5 separate regions of the Mus musculus genome follow, and all the other regions are linked to region 5. Evidence: chromatin contacts called from public Hi-C, HiCAR-type and promoter capture Hi-C data. All regions are on one chromosome and are shown on one strand. Each heading gives the region's core, a stretch centred on a gene start, on an enhancer-like site or on the middle of the called end of the contact. The rest is flanking DNA. Distances are from core to core; before and after follow the strand shown. Region 1 has its middle 30 kb from the start of Gm41312. Region 2 overlaps Oxr1 (oxidation resistance 1). Region 3 overlaps Oxr1 (oxidation resistance 1). Region 4 has its middle 58 kb from the start of Gm41312. Region 5 holds the start of Oxr1 (oxidation resistance 1).

The links. Promoter capture Hi-C pulls out the DNA fragments that hold promoters and counts their contacts. Hi-C and Micro-C count contacts between places; a contact is called where the count stands out from the background. HiCAR-type assays count read pairs that join an accessible place to other places.
Region 1: a HiCAR-type map of embryonic stem cells shows a contact between it and region 5, with 5 times the contacts expected there. The contact joins the enhancer-like site here to the promoter of Oxr1 in region 5. A contact is called at or near these places in 9 of 39 promoter capture datasets (the 3T3-L1 cell line, 3T3-L1-derived adipocytes, embryonic stem cells and 1 more), 14 of 484 Hi-C or Micro-C datasets (the BV-2 cell line, the N1E-115 cell line, cerebellar granule neurons and 5 more), 9 of 115 datasets of contacts at active chromatin or transcription factors (PVALB interneurons, embryonic stem cells and stem cell-derived neural progenitor cells) and 5 of 9 other capture datasets (adipose tissue, embryonic stem cells, liver and 2 more).
Region 2: a contact with region 5 is called in a promoter capture Hi-C map of hippocampal neurons, with 2.2 times the contacts expected there. The contact joins the enhancer-like site here to the promoter of Oxr1 in region 5. A contact is called at or near these places in 1 of 39 promoter capture datasets (hippocampal neurons), 2 of 484 Hi-C or Micro-C datasets (the N1E-115 cell line and cortical neurons), 2 of 115 datasets of contacts at active chromatin or transcription factors (embryonic stem cells and stem cell-derived neural progenitor cells) and 2 of 9 other capture datasets (adipose tissue and pancreatic islet).
Region 3: a Hi-C map of cerebellar granule neurons shows a contact between it and region 5, with 1.7 times the contacts expected there. The contact joins the enhancer-like site here to the promoter of Oxr1 in region 5. A contact is called at or near these places in 1 of 39 promoter capture datasets (macrophages), 5 of 484 Hi-C or Micro-C datasets (cerebellar granule neurons, cerebellum and cortical neurons), 1 of 115 datasets of contacts at active chromatin or transcription factors (stem cell-derived neural progenitor cells) and 2 of 9 other capture datasets (adipose tissue and pancreatic islet).
Region 4: a contact with region 5 is called in a Hi-C map of cortical neurons, with 2.0 times the contacts expected there. The contact joins the enhancer-like site here to the promoter of Oxr1 in region 5. A contact is called at or near these places in 1 of 39 promoter capture datasets (macrophages), 5 of 484 Hi-C or Micro-C datasets (the N1E-115 cell line, cerebral cortex, cortical neurons and 2 more) and 2 of 115 datasets of contacts at active chromatin or transcription factors (both in embryonic stem cells).

The regions. Positions count from the first base shown.
Region 1 is chr15:41,345,915-41,349,201 of GRCm38.p6, forward strand. No RefSeq gene overlaps it. Among named protein-coding and RNA genes, the nearest start is that of Gm41312, 30 kb to the left of the region's middle. Within about 2 kb of position 1,472, at least 3 of the 459 cell types and tissues checked have an H3K27ac peak or open chromatin away from gene starts, as enhancers often do. A contact at or near this core is called in embryonic stem cells, where this site is marked.
Region 2 is chr15:41,517,150-41,520,460 of GRCm38.p6, forward strand. All of the region lies in intron 1 of Oxr1 (oxidation resistance 1), which reads left to right. Among named protein-coding and RNA genes, the nearest start is that of Oxr1, 71 kb to the left of the region's middle. Within about 2 kb of position 1,937, at least 35 of the 459 cell types and tissues checked have an H3K27ac peak or open chromatin away from gene starts, as enhancers often do. A contact at or near this core is called in the N1E-115 cell line, cortical neurons and hippocampal neurons, where this site is marked.
Region 3 is chr15:41,547,768-41,551,399 of GRCm38.p6, forward strand. All of the region lies in intron 2 of Oxr1 (oxidation resistance 1), which reads left to right. Among named protein-coding and RNA genes, the nearest start is that of Oxr1, 100 kb to the left of the region's middle. Within about 2 kb of position 1,769, at least 2 of the 459 cell types and tissues checked have an H3K27ac peak or open chromatin away from gene starts, as enhancers often do. A contact at or near this core is called in cerebellar granule neurons and cerebellum, where this site is marked.
Region 4 is chr15:41,373,220-41,376,803 of GRCm38.p6, forward strand. No RefSeq gene overlaps it. Among named protein-coding and RNA genes, the nearest start is that of Gm41312, 58 kb to the left of the region's middle. Within about 2 kb of position 1,597, at least 7 of the 459 cell types and tissues checked have an H3K27ac peak or open chromatin away from gene starts, as enhancers often do. A contact at or near this core is called in cortical neurons, where this site is marked.
Region 5 is chr15:41,445,605-41,448,909 of GRCm38.p6, forward strand. It overlaps Oxr1 (oxidation resistance 1), which reads left to right and starts at 1,878. Exons shown (of 17, transcript NM_001130166.1): 1 at 1,878-1,985.

The DNA of each region.
Region 1 (3,287 bases), core at 222-2,721, 100 kb before region 5:
CTAGCAACCTAATTCAACATCTGTATATTAAAAACAATGATCAAATAGCATTTACTCTATGTATTTAAAGTTCTTTGATTATTATACTAAGTTGTGATTAATGAAGAAACTTTGGAAAGCACAAAACTCAAGGTACGGGGAAATTGAATATGCTTGCTTTTTTTTTTTTTTTTTTTTTTTTTTTTTTTTTTTGGCATAACCAGGAAGGCAGTCTCTATATTGCAAATTTTATTTTTAACATTTTATTATAGTTTTTCTTAACCTTGCATTTTGTTTGTTGAAATGATTTAATATTTGGAAAAATGACAATGTATACACCAAAAGAATAAGAGGAAAAATTTAATCATTGTATAGGATTGTAATTTTCAACGCTACTTACTTAGTTTCTGTTCTCTTTCTGATAGCCAAGCTTTATGCATCACTTTGTCTAACTTTATATGTCACCATCTCAGGGAAAACATATTGCATATACCTTATCAGTGCCATTCAAAACACATGAGAGCAATACAGTTTCATATATGTGAAAGTATGTTTTCTTTTATAATATTTAGCTCACTCCTGTTTCAGACATACATTGCAATTGTCAGAAAGGAAGGGTTCACTGGGATTGAATTTTTGAAAAGGCTGCATCACACTTCATTCTTTAATTTTTAGACAATTTTGTTACCAAGTACACTGGGTATGTAAACTTGAAAAATTAGAGTTATCTGAAAGGTGGGAAGCTTAATTGAAAAAAAAATGACTCCTTAAAATGTAGTTGTATGTTGTATGGCATTTTTTAAATTAGTTATTGCTGTGGGAAGGTACAGCCCATTATGAGAGGTTCTGTCCCTGAGCTGGTGGTCCTGGTTCTATAAGAAAGCAGGCTGAACAATCCAAGGAGTGCAAGCCAGTAAGCAGCACCCCTCCATGGCCCCAGCTCCTGCCTCCAGGTTCCTGTCCTCTGTCCTGACTTCCTTCGATGATGAACAGCAATATGGAAGTGTAAGACAAATAAACCCCTAACGTGCTTTGGGGGAATGGTGTTTGCAAGGCAGCAATAGAAACCCTAATGAAGACACCGGGATTCCATCACCCTGGTTAAGTTGAAGAAGAAGGTCTTTACAGACACATTTTATGCATTGATCCTTTAATATCAAGAGATCATTGCTAAGGATTTAGACAGAACTTTAAAGAATGCATTGAATTTCTATCATTAGGGAGGTGGTCAGGCTGAGTTCCTAAAACAGAAATTTAGATTTCACAAAGCACAGAAGTTGGCTTTTCTTATGTACCTGCTAAGGTACATAGTAAGGAGGTATGGGAATGTCCTCCGACTGAAGACAGAAAAATGATTCACTGTGAATATTTGAAGCCTCGCCTGTCATTTTCATGAAATTTAGAATATTCTGTCTTTGTTGATGATACATATGTATATAATGTCTCAAGATTGACGCAGGATTTTCCCTGTACGATTACATTAGTGCAGAGGAGGCCTGTGATTGGACAGGGAAAGGGAGGCGGAGCTAAGAGTTGCAGGGACAGAGAGCATCTCAGGGTAGAAGGAGAAGAAAGATGGTGGCAGTCAGCAAGGTTAGAATATTGGGATAAACTTTTGCAAAATCAGTTGGCTCTGAAATTATTGTATTGGCATCTTGTAAATTGTGATTTTAATGATACATAAATCTGATTGGTTAACAAAGCTTTAAGAGTCTTGATTTTACTGGGTTACCAGGAATTGTGATATGCAGCCAAGAGGTTGGAGGTTCCATTTGGTTACTGGAATGTGGGATTGCCTACTACATGGGTTTATGGCTGAGGAAGAATTAGCGTGGTGCCAGGGACAAGTGAACAAGAGCTGGGGAGCACAGCAATTGAAGTGTGGGACCACTGGTTACAGGGGATTACAGCAGAGAGGGAACTAGTGGCTCCCGGGACAAGAGAGCCAGATGCTGCGGGGAATCGCTGGAGAGAGTGGCGGTTCACTTTTTAATATTTCCTGCAGCACAAGATTGCCTATTTTAATGTTCATTGGTTTTTTTTCACCTCAGTTTGTAAAATGAGTTTGACAGACTAGAACTATTAGCTTTTCATGTGAAACATGCATAATGTTTTAAATTTGGGGCATTTAAATATCCGCAGTTTATTTTGTACCTTAAGAATATTTCAAATTTTAGTTAATTAAATAGTTTAACTTCTCTTTTATCTTTATTTTCTCGGTCTTAGTTTAAATGTAATTGGTTATTTAAGATACTTAACATTTTTAATCATATTGAATTAATGTTAATTTATCTGTATGATTTAAGTGATAATTTTTATTTATTCTACAAGTAGTCAGCTCATTCATCATAGGTTAATAGTTTATTTTTTTATCCATTGCATTGACTACATCTGAAGTAGAATTTTGTATATGAATTAGTTCTATTCTGGATAGTTTCATGTTTCTATGATTTGCATATTATATAACAATTTTGTGTTGACATGGTTGCAACTGCACTATTTTTAGTAATTCTACATTTGATAAGAAAAGAAATTCATATTGTTCTGGTGCTTCATTTATTTGACTATAGTTCAGAGTTGAATTTTTAATCTTATTCTGTCCAGGTTTCTCAACCCTTATCAAAATTTTCAGGTATTATTTAGTGAGATACGAATTATGAACTACTGAGATTATAAGTAAAATTACTCTCTTAAGGAAAGCCCTACAGTTTATATTTCATCTTACCATGCTAAGAACTTCTAGGCCCACAAGTCTTTCGTCCTAATGAATTATTAATAATCAGCTGGGTTTGGATTTTTGAGGGACTGACTACTTTTTCCTAGTCAACTGTTGACAGTTGTTCTGCCTTGAATTCATTTGTGAATAAGATATCCACTATCAATTCCCCCCCCCCCCCCCCGTCTCCTCTGTAGACTATCTATCCATTGAATAGATGCTTACCAGCTTGGAGGTCTTTTCAGAATATGCTTAGGCAGTCGTACATTGGGTACAGGGAAGAGCCCATAAGTACTGTCTGGAGCTTACTTGTCAAATGGTAAGTTGAATCTTCTTCAGATAAAATAATACTTATGGACATACATTTTCATATGTGTTTAAATCTTCTCTTATGGTCTTTATTTTGAATTTTTCAATTATTTAGGATCCATTTATTAACTCCTTCGTATTTTCAATAATAAGTATTCAGTATTTACTTCCCTCCTTTCTTTGACATATTTCTTCAATTTGGTCTTAAGGGTTTTAAATCAAATTTACATTTTTCTCCATTTATATACTGAATTTTTCATTTATACAAGTCAAGCTTAACTTT
Region 2 (3,311 bases), core at 687-3,186, 72 kb after region 5:
AATATATGTATGCTTACTACACATACCCACCCACACACATACATACACACACATACAAACACACACATACACATATATGCACAAATACACACACATATATGTACATATACAAACACACATACACATATACACTTATATACTCATATGTACACACACAAACACACACATAGACATGTGTACATATTTACATACACACAAAAAAAATCCATACACATACACACACAAGAACTCCTTTTTTTTTTTCCTTAAAGGAAGCTCTTTTGCTTTTCCACTGTAAAGTTTGCCTTGGGAGAACTGTAAGTGAGAGGTTCTGGGACAAGTCAGTTCTTTGGCAGACTCAGTGATCAATCAGAGATGTAAGCTGATTTTGATCATTACAATAATGGCCTAAAGGAAAAAAATGCATTTGTTTAAGCAAAAGAGTTATGTACAAGTGTATCTCTTATAGTCTTCATCTGTGGGAAATGCCTCCTGTAGAACTATCATATCCCTGAGAAGCTGGCATTCTCTGAATTCTTTCTTCCTTCCTGTGGGGCTGCCCAGTTGATATGACCATTTCTTCTGTCAAAGCAAGGTTTATTTCTTTTCTCTTTTCTATGCTTTAAAGGCTTCCTTTAGATTATAATAAAATCACAACACTCTCCCCTTCTTCCTCTCTCCACACCCTTCATATACCCGACCGAGACCCAGTCTCCTTCAAATTCCATGGCCTGTTTTTATTGTTATCCCATGCATATTTGTACATACATATACATTCTTAAATATAATCTGTTCTGTTCATATAATGTTACTTCTGTGTATGATTTCAAAACTGACCATGTGGCACTGAGCAAGTTTTTCTTTGAACAAGGTTCTTTCTCTCTACCTGTCCGCCTGTCCGCCTGTCTGCCTGTCTGCCTATCTGTCTGCCTGTCTGTCTGTCTGCCTGTCTCTCTGTCTGCCTGTCTCTCTGTCTTGCTTTTCTGAATCTGAATCTTTTCTGTAGATAACCTTTGCTGAAAACAAAGAAATATCAATAATTTCAAAGAATTAGTTAGACTCATAAAATAAATGAATCAACAAATATTGGATTTCTTTTACTTTTGTATATATCCTAAAATATCTACAAGTAATTATATTCTACATAAGTATTACTGCACTTTCTTTGTTATCCTTATTTTCATTTTAGGAAATGATATTCCCTATCCCCATAGCCATAAACCGTCAGGCTGCAAATATCTTAGACAGATTACAATAGCTTCTGTAGTTAAATAGTATAGTATTTGTTAGACCGGTGCTCCTCCTTCCCAGAGAGGGAAACCCTAATATGAAGGAAAATTGAGAAGTATAATATGTACAATATGTCACGAGGCTAAAACTTCTCAGTTTTAAATTATTGATACTTAAGCTGGACTTTATAAATTTTTTAGTCACGGAGAGAGGGAGATTCCTGGAAGCTGGAACACAGTGTCTTTCTGTCTGTTATGAACCATATGGGCGTGGAGTTGATTAGTTTATTCAGAGCGAAGCCAGGCTTGTGCTGAAGGGACTTACGAGGCCGGAGGGGTGGAGGCATTTTCAGATGAAGGCTGGCCAATCAATCTGGGTTGTGTGGTGCCAGACCTTGAAGCAATCTTTGGGCTTGGGGTTGGGAATCCATTTGTTAATAGCCCGCATTACATTCCTAAACACATTGTTTACTGGAAGTTTTCCTCTGTCCTCCAAAGATAATTCTGAATGTTGAAATGCATATGTTCTGAGAGTACAGAAAGATTCATTTAATGTGTCTACGTATTTTTTTTCCTACTTGAAAACTATTTTTTTTTAAAAATTCAATCTGCTGCTTTGTTTCTTTCTGTTTTTAATTAAGCTGATTTTTGGCAGTCTTTTTGACTGGCTCATCCACATGGGATTGACTCTTTAGTGACTCATCAAAGTGTATTGTAAAATCTGAAAGCACTGGCTGGCTTAGACAGATTGTACTCTGAAATGCTTGATATTTTAGCGCTGCTCTTGAGCCTGGTAACACGCACCTGGAAGACGTGCATTTGGAGCAGAGGATTAGTTTGATTTCTGACTTGTTCCAAAGTGCAGAATGCGGTAGCCAGCCTTCTGTGGAAGGTGGAGATCATGTCACTGTGAGTGGCATTTACTGAGAGTGGAGAGGATCCATAGGATAGACAGAGGTGAAGAAGATCCAGAGCATGCTATTTAAAGGATGGGCTGCCATGGGGGCTTCTAAATAGGGAATTTGAATGTGTCTGCATCTTGTTGAAATTATTTTTGAATATTATTTGTAGTGTTAAAGGCCAAGTTTGCACAGCAAATATAATGAATTCCAGCTGATGATACCTTTGAAGCGTGCAGCAGAAAACACTGGTGCTAGGGTTCTCATTAGACAACAGTGATCCCCACTAAGTGCTAAGGGTTGTTACATTTGGATAAACAGATTGTTAGAGAAATTCCATTTTACTTTTAGTGTGGATTCGTTTAAAGAATTTTATAAACGGTTCATGGTTAATGAACATGAAGAAAAAATTGGCTAAGTCTAAAAATCATGCAGCCTTGACCTTGTGCATGATAGAAGATGTCACTGCTTTCATGATATACACGGTGGAAGAGAAAACAAAACAAAATAAAACAAAACAAAACAAAAAAACAAGAGCAAAATCCAGCCACTCTTAGTGAGTAGGTAGGGAACTTCCCACTAGGTTGAACTTAGAAGCAAATGCACGTGGGAAAAGGTGATTGATTCATCACTGGAGCAAAGGTCAAGTTAGAAATGTTCATCTCCACGGAGGAAAATCCACAAGGATGGAGCAGGTTCTGTCCAAAGGCAGTGAGTTCCTTGGTGGAATCCTGGCAGATAGGTTGGAGATGGGAATATTGAGTAGGATCAGGAAACACCCATGGGTGCTGGAAAGGGAAAGCGTAGGTCTATAGCAGTCCTTTGTTGCCTTTGTTCTGGGAGCAAAGGAGAGCAACAGCATCAATTTATGTCATAGCTGAGGCAAGAAGAGACTGCGGAGTCAGGGTCTCAGAAAGGAAAGAACCAAGATGTGGAACTGAAAGATGTAGGCAGTAGAGAAACAAGGTCAGAGTATATGGGTTCAATGGGCAGCTAAAATGCTGTCTTTGTAGTTTATACAAACATAAGATGAAGTTGTCTCAAAAATTTAGCAGTATATTACACAACCAATTATCTAGAAAAGGAAAAAAATAGCAAACGGGTTTTGGCGTGATCTCTGATTCCACTAATAATGCATTGTAAAATTACTCCAAGGTCATTGCCAATTATTTCTTTGAATATGACAAAGACTTTCTAAGTTTGG
Region 3 (3,632 bases), core at 519-3,018, 100 kb after region 5:
TTCACTTAGAACATAAAGTCAAAAGGTTGGGGATCTTGGTTGTACTGGGAATTAGTGCAAATTGTCCCCATTCCAATTCACCCTCCCAGAGGTGAAGGTCAAAGTAATGATGTTAGTGCTTTGTGATTCTGATCACAGAAGACATGTCTCATGGGTATGGGCAGGGGCTTGCTAGAGACAGTGCATTGAAAAAAATCTTCGACAGAACTTAGTTGGGTAAAATGATTGTATAAGACCAGACACATCCAGCCTACTTGAGTCCTATTTTATTTGTCATGTGTCTGAAACTGCCTATAGAAGAAGGGACTTATACTTGGGGTTTTTTGTACCTTTTCATTTGATGTCTAGAGTCTCTAGACAATTATAGCTGCTTCTTTCCTGTTCTTGCATTGTAGTCATAAGTAACATTTATGAATTGTTTTTTTTTATTTCAAGTAATTACATTTTCTTGACTGGAGAGCATTAATGTTCTTCTAATAGTAGTTTACACAGATTCACCATTTAGAGTCAAAATTAATTTGTAGCATCATACTGTTCAATTTGTCAATGATATTTCTATGCATTAAGGAATATCATTTTTCAAACCAGGTTTGAAGCATTGAATGTGGCTTAATTTTCCAGAATTTGGAGAGTAAAATGCTGACATTGATCCTTAGGCTGCATAAATTTTGCTTGGTGAGTTGAGACTTTGATCTTTCCTTTAGTTGAGTGTCTTTCCTTTAGACTTTAGATGAAATGTACGACTTAGCTACCATGGTGCTGATGGTAGCTCAGATGTTGCTCAGAGAAATAATAATCTCTACTGGGCCTTGATTTCCTACCAGCAGTACCCACCAGGACTCTCTGTGTTTGCTGTGAGCTGAAAGCTAAAATCCTGACATACATATCTTTTGATTGGCAGATTCCATGGGCATCACTGTTCTAGATGAGTTCTCAGCCTTACGCCTTCTTCCTTGGTAGACCCTTGCTCTAATCAAAAGTCAGTTCTGCAGTATAGACTTTGAAAATTAGATTAAATTAACTTCCCTATGGTTTTAGGTTACTGATATAAAGTGCTTTCATGAATTTGACAAAAGAAACTCAAATTCAAATTAAGTAATTTGAATCCCTGAGTGGTTTTTCATTTAGACATTTTCCCCCCGAGATTTTTTTTAGTATCTTAAAATTATATCCAGAAACAGAATTTGTATAGAATCAGGCTCATAGACGTGATGATGCTCTTTTCCAAACCATGATGCGCCTTTTAATGATTTTATTCAAAGCTAGTTATACACGCAAAGCCACTGTAATGATGTTACTATGTAAAGTTTAAAATGCATCATTTTATTCAATTGCTTTGCAAAAACTTTCATTATATTTGTTCCTTCAAGGTGCTCATGTCATGAATAGTAGAAAGTAATTTGGAAGGAAGAATTTTCTTGACATACTTCTGTATGTTCCCTAATCTAGTTATTAAAAACTTGAAGAAAAAGCAGGCATCGGGGATGTTCACTATATTTGACAAGTTATGAATGTTATCAATTGAAGTCAAGCCTTGAGCAATAGCTACTACCAACACACATGTGAGGAGAGATATGATACTTACTTTCTCATTTAAAATATACTAGAAACCAGATCACTTTAAGACAGATGGGGTCATCCTATTTAATCCTGGCAAACAAGTTCAGCAGGTGTTTTGCCTTACAAATGGCCAGAGCCCTGAGTCTGGTTCCCAGGCAGCAACTGGAACACAGCATGAATACATAGCATGCGTTGAAGATTCTTGGCATGAAAACACACCTAGCAGAAGGTGAGGTGATTTGGCTGCTAGAAGCTTGGTCTGTGTGCTGTATCAAGCATTTTACACTGCTCACAAAGGGAGTTTGTGGATATGTTTCCCCAGGGTGAGCTAAAGCCGTAGATTATCTGAGATGGTCAAGAAAATAAGACAAGGATGTCCATAAATTATGGCTTGAGGTTGAAGAGGCAATCCCCCAACGTTGTGGAACATCTTGGAGATGTTTCCAATGCTCATGTGTGACGTTAGTGACCAAGTCATTGACTTGTCCTCTTCCAGAACTGGAAAATAAAGGTTATAGTAGGCTCATGTTGCCAGTTTTTCTTTTCAGTGATGTCCTTTCTGTCTTTTTGTTGTTAGTTTTTCTCACTGACCACTTACAGGAAAACATAAAATTGAAGGGAACTAATTAGTTTTGCTTTTATTCATTAGACACAATAATACTAATAAATCACTTCATAAAGACATGCTTTGAAAAAAAACCACGACGATGGTAACTCAGTCATTTCTGAAAAGCCTTCCTTTGAACCTTGATCCCCATTAGTTATATTTTCTGAGCTTTTCTCATGATCATGTGTTCTCCCCTGCTCTAGTTCCATAACTGTAACTCCTATTACTTCTTTTTACTATTACTTACAGTTGTATATGCTATGTCCAAAGAAGTGAGTTCCAAATTACTTTGTATAGAACACGAGTTTGGTGGAATATATTACAAAGAAAGGGGAATTACTACCACAAATTTGAGAAGCAGTCGTTTAAACAATGCATTGACTAACTTTAGTACTTAAAGCATTTTTAGTGGAACAATTCATGTGCAAAACATTTATCAAGTGCCTACTATGCATATATTAATCTCAAGTGTAAATATTTGGGAGAGAGTTATAGTAATCTGGCTTCTAAATTATATTGTTTTTTTCTTTTCTGTTTTAATGATGTTAATTCCATAGCTAAATCATTAGACCAAATCTGTCTATTTCACATTTCTCACTTTGTATCTCTTTTGTTTCCTTCTCAGTTATATTCTTTTAGGTATCCTTACTCTTCCCACAAATGTCCTTATCTTGTTTATTCTTACAAAATATCGCAATAGGGGAACCCAAACATGGGCTGACTGCTATATTCACTTTTTGGTTCATGCCTCCCTTCAGTTATAGCGTCTGCTACTGAATCCTCAGCTAGGAATCCACAATAAGCCCATATCTATATAAAGAATTCTTTTTAGAATTTTTGTTAGAGCTGAGCATACTTCTATCATGTAGAGATTTTCTTATAAAATAGTCAATCAGAATTGAAAGAAAATATATACACTCAAGCTGTGTTAAATAAAAGTTATTACAGGAGAAAGCTAGAAAACACAAAGGCATTTTGCCCACACAGTGAAGATCTTAGGATTTTGGAAACCACAGCACAGACCTGTCAGGGTCTCTGTACTCTGAGCTGCATCACTGGGATGCCCAGAACAGCATGTAGTTCAAGACCTGGATGGTAGGTAGGATGTGAAAATGCACCAGGGGTTCTAATATCATTGCCCACCTCTACAATGAAAGAGCTATTCTTTATTGGTATTTTCTATTTCTCTGGTATCATTCTAATTCACCAACACCCCACTTATTTGTGAACTTCCAACTCTCCTTTTACAGTAGCCTAAATCTTGTATCTTTCAAACAAGAGTTAGTATACACCATAGACTACTCATTCTGTCTTATACAATAGTTTCCTTCCTATCAAGTAGTTACTTAGAAAAATCTAAGGTGCCGTAAGGATCATGGGACAGGCTTGGGTTCTTATTACAACTGTATTCAAACCAACCAGGCCAGATTGTCTATAAATACGTCTGTGAGAAAACTAAGTAGAC
Region 4 (3,584 bases), core at 347-2,846, 73 kb before region 5:
CTTATCTTCAGCAAACAGATAATCAAACTAGATATTAGAAAGGGCACAAAACTTAGAATGATCACTCAACTAGTAAACATCAGCGCAGGAATTTAATCCAGTGGCTCCCAAACCTAAGTCTGAAACTTGCTTTTTGCTGCCATGTTCCATAGACTGTCAATCAGTCAAACCAGAAGGGAGATAGCATTTCATAACTACCTGTCTCTGTCAGAGTTCTGATATTAATCTCTCCTTAATTTCCCTATCTTTAAGCTTTTTATATTCATAAATTATTTGCCACTTAATGGAATTGTCTTTAAAATTTATGATATTGTGCTTCAGGATAAACATGGCTATAAACTACTGTACAATTGCTTTTAGCTTACAAAAAGTCAGAATATGTCTAATGGGAATTAGCAATGAATCATCAGAAGATTCTGTGTTATTTTGTTGAGAGGTTTATAGTGCATTGAAAATGCATATATTGCCCACAGGAAATTATCTAAAGTCTCTAAAAGAAGACGATGTGATTAGTAGGTTGAGTATCTGATAGAGATTGGTCCTTTTGAAATCAATCAAACCATATAGATCATTTATGATCTAATGACAGCTATTGACTGTTACTGACAAAGAAGAGCTTTGCTAAGAATATCTTGTTATTTGTATTGAATCATTTTACTGTCATGGATTAATTATACTAAATTATTTGGTTATAAAACTAAAAATAACACGTATCATATAATTTAGTTATGTTCACCATTGCTAGATAAAACCAAGAGGAAATGCACCTTTGGTAAGAGTAGGACCACTTGCCATACACATACTTGTATTTAAGAGTCAAGTGTAGCAATTCCAATTTGCTTGTACCTTAATCAACAAAACTAATCTTTACCTTATTATATTCATGGAATAACAAAGCATTTTATTGTTCATATTTTTAATTTGATCTTAAGCAATAACTGTGTTTACTTTGCCTTACATTCTCTCCTTTATATTTTGGCACCTATTAAACTTTATTCTTTAATTGCTTTCACACAATGTAGCAGCTTTTCTTATGGCATTTCCATGCATCCTTGTTTTGAGTTGACCCTTCCCTGCTTTTTCTATCTCCCTGTTCTTATCCTTGTTGGAACCCTTCCACTCCCAGCAGTTACCTCCCACTTCCGTACTTTGCTTTCCATCTCCTTTAAAGTTCCCTTTCTCCTCTCTCATGTGCCTATCCTATAAATTGTTGCCTGGCATCTCTCTCGTAGATACGTGTATATATAGAAGCTAGATGCTAAGATCTGCATATAAGAGAGAGCATGGCATGTGTTTGTATGCTATGCCTGAGTTACGTCACTATATTCAATATTTTCCGGTTGCATCCATTTTCTTGTGCATTGCATAATTTCCTTGTGTGTGTGTGAGTGTGTGTGTGTGAGTGTGTGTGTGTGTGTGTGTGTGTGTGTGTGTGTGCGTGTGTGTATACATTTTCATTACCCATTCACCTCTAGGTAGATGTTTAAGCTGATTCCATCTTCTTGCTGTGTCAAGTGTCTCTGTACTAAGATGTAGTCTTTTGGGCGCATGTGCAAGAGTGGTATAGCTGCCTGAGAAGCTCTGCACTGACTGCCCTGGCTGCTGCATCATTCTGCACTCCCAGCAACAGTGAATAAGTAATCCCATTTCCTCACATCCTCCACAGCATGTGCTGTCATTTGTGATGATAGCCATTCTGACAGAGGTGAGAGAGAATCTTAAAGTAGCTTTAATTTGCATCCCCCTGATAGCTAGGCATGTTTAACACTTTCTAAAATGTCTTAGTCAGTTGTCTTTCTGCTTTTGAGAATTCTCTGTTTTTATAAATTTTCATACCAGTTAGAAACAGACCAGACACACTCAATGGGGATTCTAAAAGAGATCATATCACATCTAACTTATTTTTCACTGTATCTCTATAGTTGAACACAAGCATAAAACATGACATGAATAACATAGTAATCGATATCTGAAGACATGTGGTTTTTAAACAAGTGCATGGTTGTAATAATACTTGTCCTAGTTTCTCAGGCTTAGGTGACACTATTGTACTTCCAACTAATCTCCTACCCTCATTATGTGTTTCTTCCATGCCACTGAGGTGAGAATGGATGGAAGGTGAAAAATATAAAAAGTAAATTAAATCAAGTAAAGTGGTAGGAAGTGTTGCCTAGAAACCGTGTTGTGGGGAGGGAGGAAAATGAAGATTGTGTCCTATTGAAGCATCAAGTCAAAAAAGCCAATTCTAGAACAAAGGGTAGAAGATTCAGAATAGCAGGAAACAGGGGAACATCTAAATGGCTAATAGTGGACTGGGGGCTCAAATATGTGTTTGCAAAGTTATATAGCGGTGACACTTCGAGAGGAGACTAAAAAAGAAACATCCTGGAGACCAGAGAGATGGCAAAATGATTTACTAACCAGAGTGAATGAATTGTACCATTACAGAACTAGAGATTCTTTGATACCTTCAGGTTGACTCTAGAGCACTGAGCATTCCAGTTAGTATGCAGAAGTGCTATGTTGCAAAATTATTCAGCAGATTTCATGAGCAATGGAGATGTGTAGTTTCTCTGTTTGTAAGAGAATTCTTGCTCTAAGGGAATGAGATGGAAAAATAACTCAACAAGGTCAATAAGAAGGAACTTAAAATGATACAGAGTCAATAAAGTTCGCCATGGATTCTGTTGAGATGTGGTTACTCACGCAGTTGGATGTGTTGCTCACCGAGTCTTAGATGAAGACTCAAAGTGCTAAGTGTACAGCTATAGGCACTAAACACACATTTTCAAAGTTGAGAATATTTAAATGTCAAGGAGTTTGGCACTGGGACATCTGGAGCTGACACTGTTAGCCGTGAATCTACATCCTGGTTGTAAGACATTAACCACTGTTTACAACTCAGTGACTCATTTATCCTTTTCAGCACTGGTAGGAATTAATCATCATGCATACTGCCCAGAGAGTTTAGAAACAAATGAGCGGTCTCCATCTTATCTTGTACATGTGATCAGATCTTAATTACTACCAAGGACAGTGACATAAAACTGTTAATCCCCACAGTCAGCACCTTAGAGGCTGAAGGACTGCTATCCTGTCAGTACTGCAGGAAGTATGACAGGAGGGATGATAAAGGGATAGGAATGGAGGGGAAAGGAGAGATTACATAAATAAATAGATAGATAATTAAATTAGTTAACTAATTAGATTTTAACAACACCCAAATCAACATTAAATGGTGATCACATAATAATTAAAATAAATACTCAGATTCTACTCTGTTCTATTCGGCCAAACCTGTCTTTATCCCAAAGTCTGGTTGTTATTAGTTGTACCTAATATTATTCATTAACCTCTTTTATATTATTTATTTTATATTACTTTATGTACTTCCCTTATAGAACAATCAATATGTCAAATACCTTATAGTACCTTGTCTGAGATTCTTTTTTGTAAAAATGTCTCCAGTGAATTTTAGCAGATAGCTGTCAAGCTGATGTTGCAAATTCTGTCTAAAAATGGACCTTTCAGAGCCATCACAGTGCCTCAGTGAGTGCAACAACCTGCTGTCTCCAGCAAGAAAT
Region 5 (3,305 bases), core at 628-3,127:
AGAAAGTTAAACATAAAACTAGACTGTGATTGCAAATTGAAGGATCTGATTTAGGAGTATGTCTTGAGCAGAGACATACACTGTTATAGCGCTGTTAAAAAGTACAACCGTGTGCCTTCTGTTGGCAAGCCAAGCTTTCCTAAGTCTCAATAATGGCAAGTGAATGCATTTTTATTGAGCATGTACTGTGAGCTCTTGGTGAAGCTCAGTTCTAGTCCATGCATAACCTCAAAAGACATAAATGAACTGGGATAAAATAGTCACTTTCAAGAGAACGCAAAATCTAGGCTCTGGATTTCCTTCTTACAAGTAGAGAAAACAAGATTACCAAATTCATTAGCTGCACTGAAAACTGCGCCTAGTTTCCTGATTTCTTACTCTAACTACAGCTATGGATTTCAGGAAATAATAGGTTATATTTAAACTTGGGTAATTTCTCATCCGGCAGATTTTGGGTTCAATTAGGTATTATTTCAGGCAACAGTTGTCTCCAGGCTTCAACGTCCTCTTCTGTCAAATAAAAGCAATGAATTCTTAACTGATGAATCTAATTTGGTGACTTCCAGAGAAAAAGCTAAAACTATAACTTGACCCAGGAAATATGTGAACATCTCATTCTTATAATTGAAATCTTTATTGATTTTTTCAGGGTAAAAAATAATGGGTTTCATTACGAAATGCATGTACATCACTATGCTTTTCTCAAATTCATTTCTTTTCCTTTTCAGTATAAATATTTCCTCCTCCCCTTTCCTCTTGGCTTTCGTTTTACAGACTGATGGACGTTTCACTTTCAAAGGAGAGAAGAGATAACACTAGTTGTCAGCAATTGAGGTGGGGTATCCTGGAGATTAATAGTGAGAACCCACTCACTACCAGGTTTTGAGAGGCCTTTGGGCTGATTTGCTGGTCGGATTGATGCAGTCTCATCTTGGCAAAGGGACCGACTTCCTTCAAGAAAGGGCCGAGGTCCAGTCTACCTAGTTGTACTTTGGCCCCTACCCCTACTCCTCTCTCATAATTTCCCAGGCAGAGTTGGAAAGGTGGGAGCGGTGGAAGTAGAAGGCAGCAGGCAGGGAAAGTAAATTACAGTTCAGGCAACAGGAACAGTGCCTCCAAGGTCAGGCTGAGTGTCAACTAATTATGTAAAATCCTGCGGAAATAGAAGTCGGGGAGAAGCCCAGCCTACTCTTGTATTTAAGGAGATCTTTCCAGAGCCCCTTTCAACCCACAGCCCCATACCTTCACCCTTTGGCCAGATCTTTGTATTTTGCCCGCCTTCCTTGATTTCTCGTTCCAATTCCACCAGAATAACCCTGAAAACTTTTTTCTTCCTCTTGGTAAGTCAGTAGCAGAGGAGCTTTCCCATAATTTCAGACCAGTATCTTCTCGATGTCTCTGTCTAAGGCCCTGAGGCTAGGGCTGCTGGGCAGCTCTGGGGACCGGGGACGGGAAGGGGTGCCATACCCCGCAGCCTGGAGTTGGGACTCTGCTCTGGCTACCCTGGCAGGTGTCTGTTCTTGGGGCACGGTTTCCCAGGGCAGGGGTCCAGGAGGACGCCAGCTCCCGGAGCCCGAGAGTTCGCTGCGGGGACGCGCGGAAAGGGGGTGCGCTGGCAGCCGGTAGCTTCCTTCCGCAGGAGCTATTTTTAGCAGGGCTTCGCCCCCCCTTTTCCCGGAGCCGCCGGCGTGGTCGCCTCCAGCTCGTGGCCGTCGCTCTGCAGCTCGGCGCCGCCTCCCCCGCCGCGGATGGCTCTTGGTAGCTTCCACGCGGGCAGGTCCGGAAACTGAGCAAGTCTGCAAGCGCTCCGCGGCCCCGGCGGCGGCGACGGCGGTGGGGGCAGAGCTGGGCTGCGTCAGGCTGAGCGCAGTCCGCGCGCGGCCGCGGGAGCGCAGTGCCAGCGCCGCCCGGCCCCACCGAGAGGGGCGCACTCGCCGCTACGGGGCTCGCACCGCTCGCCGCAGCCCCCTCCCGCCGACCCGCAAGTAAGTTTGTGCGGCTGCTGGGCGCCGCCGGGGCGAGGGCTAGGCGCTGGGGGAGCTGGGGATGGCGAGCGGGAAGAGCGCCTGGACACCCGGAGAGCGGGCAGCCTTCTGCCTCCGGAGTCCCGCGCTTCTCCCAACCGCTGGGCAGGTAGAGAGCTCCTGCTTACAAGGATGCTCTAGCAAAAGCTATAATGAGCAGACCCCGGAGGGTAGGACTGGCTCAGGGTTCAGGTGTGGGTCACTCTGGAAGGAAGAAGGACCGCGGATGAGGGAGCGGACCCGGCAGGCCAGGAGCCGGCTAGTGCCCGATGGGGAAGGGAAGGTTTGGAGAGCAGGGACCTGCCTGGGAACAGCCAAAAAGGGAAAGTGGTGTCCCTAGGACTGACAGAGGGTCAGAGAGCAAAATAGAAGGGCGGTGTGTCCTGAACCAGGATGACAGAAGGGGAGATAGATGGAAAGTGGGGCGTGTGAAAAGCGGATTTGTAGGAGAGTAAAGGACGCCAGTGGAAGGGTCAGTGGGCGCCTGATGGGCGGGTGAACTTGGTTAATTCGGGGAATCAGAACAAGCTTAGGTAGATATGATGGAAAGAGGCAGATTTAATTCAAGCCTCCGGAGGGAGTGTGTGAGGCAACACGTTGTGAGAACCAGCGGGTTTAGAAAGTGGCCTGGAAGGGAGGGCTGGAAAGGTGATGAGGGATATGGGGGAATGTGAGCAGGGAGTGGGGTAGATTCATGCCTAGGATAGGGAGGAAGGGGAGTTGCAAACCTGTGCATAGGGTTGGAGGCTTCCGTGAGTCAAGTCCCATGGTAGAGGTTTAGAGGTACTTCTCTGAGGTTCCTCTTCCATCTCCTATCTGGTTTGGAGGCTCCTAGGATCCTGGACAGAGATGAAGCAGGGAGGAAGGTAGTCACTTAAGGGGAGCCACCAGTGCTTTCGCTTACCGGATTGTGTATCCGGGTTCCTTTTAAGCAATGTGGGGCTGGGTTTGTGCGTTACACAGAGGGGGAGTGGTGTGTGTTCTAGGCCAAGGGGATCCCTAGTCTCCTATGGGGAGGGGGAATTTGTGTTTTGGGCTGGTTAGTAAGGTAGAAGTCTGCAGCGTGCAACACGCAGCAGGGGGTGTACATGCATGCGCTTTGCAGGTGCGTGGTGCAGGCCAGGGGTCCTCCGAGCTGTGCAGTCTGTCTCCACGACTGGGAGATCAGGACTCTGGACGTGGTCCAGGACAGGATTAAGGGAAACGTGCTTCCGCTTCCAGTATGTCTTCTGCCTCCTTTTGCTGGTTACATTCTTTCTGGCCCAGTGATGGGTTTCCATA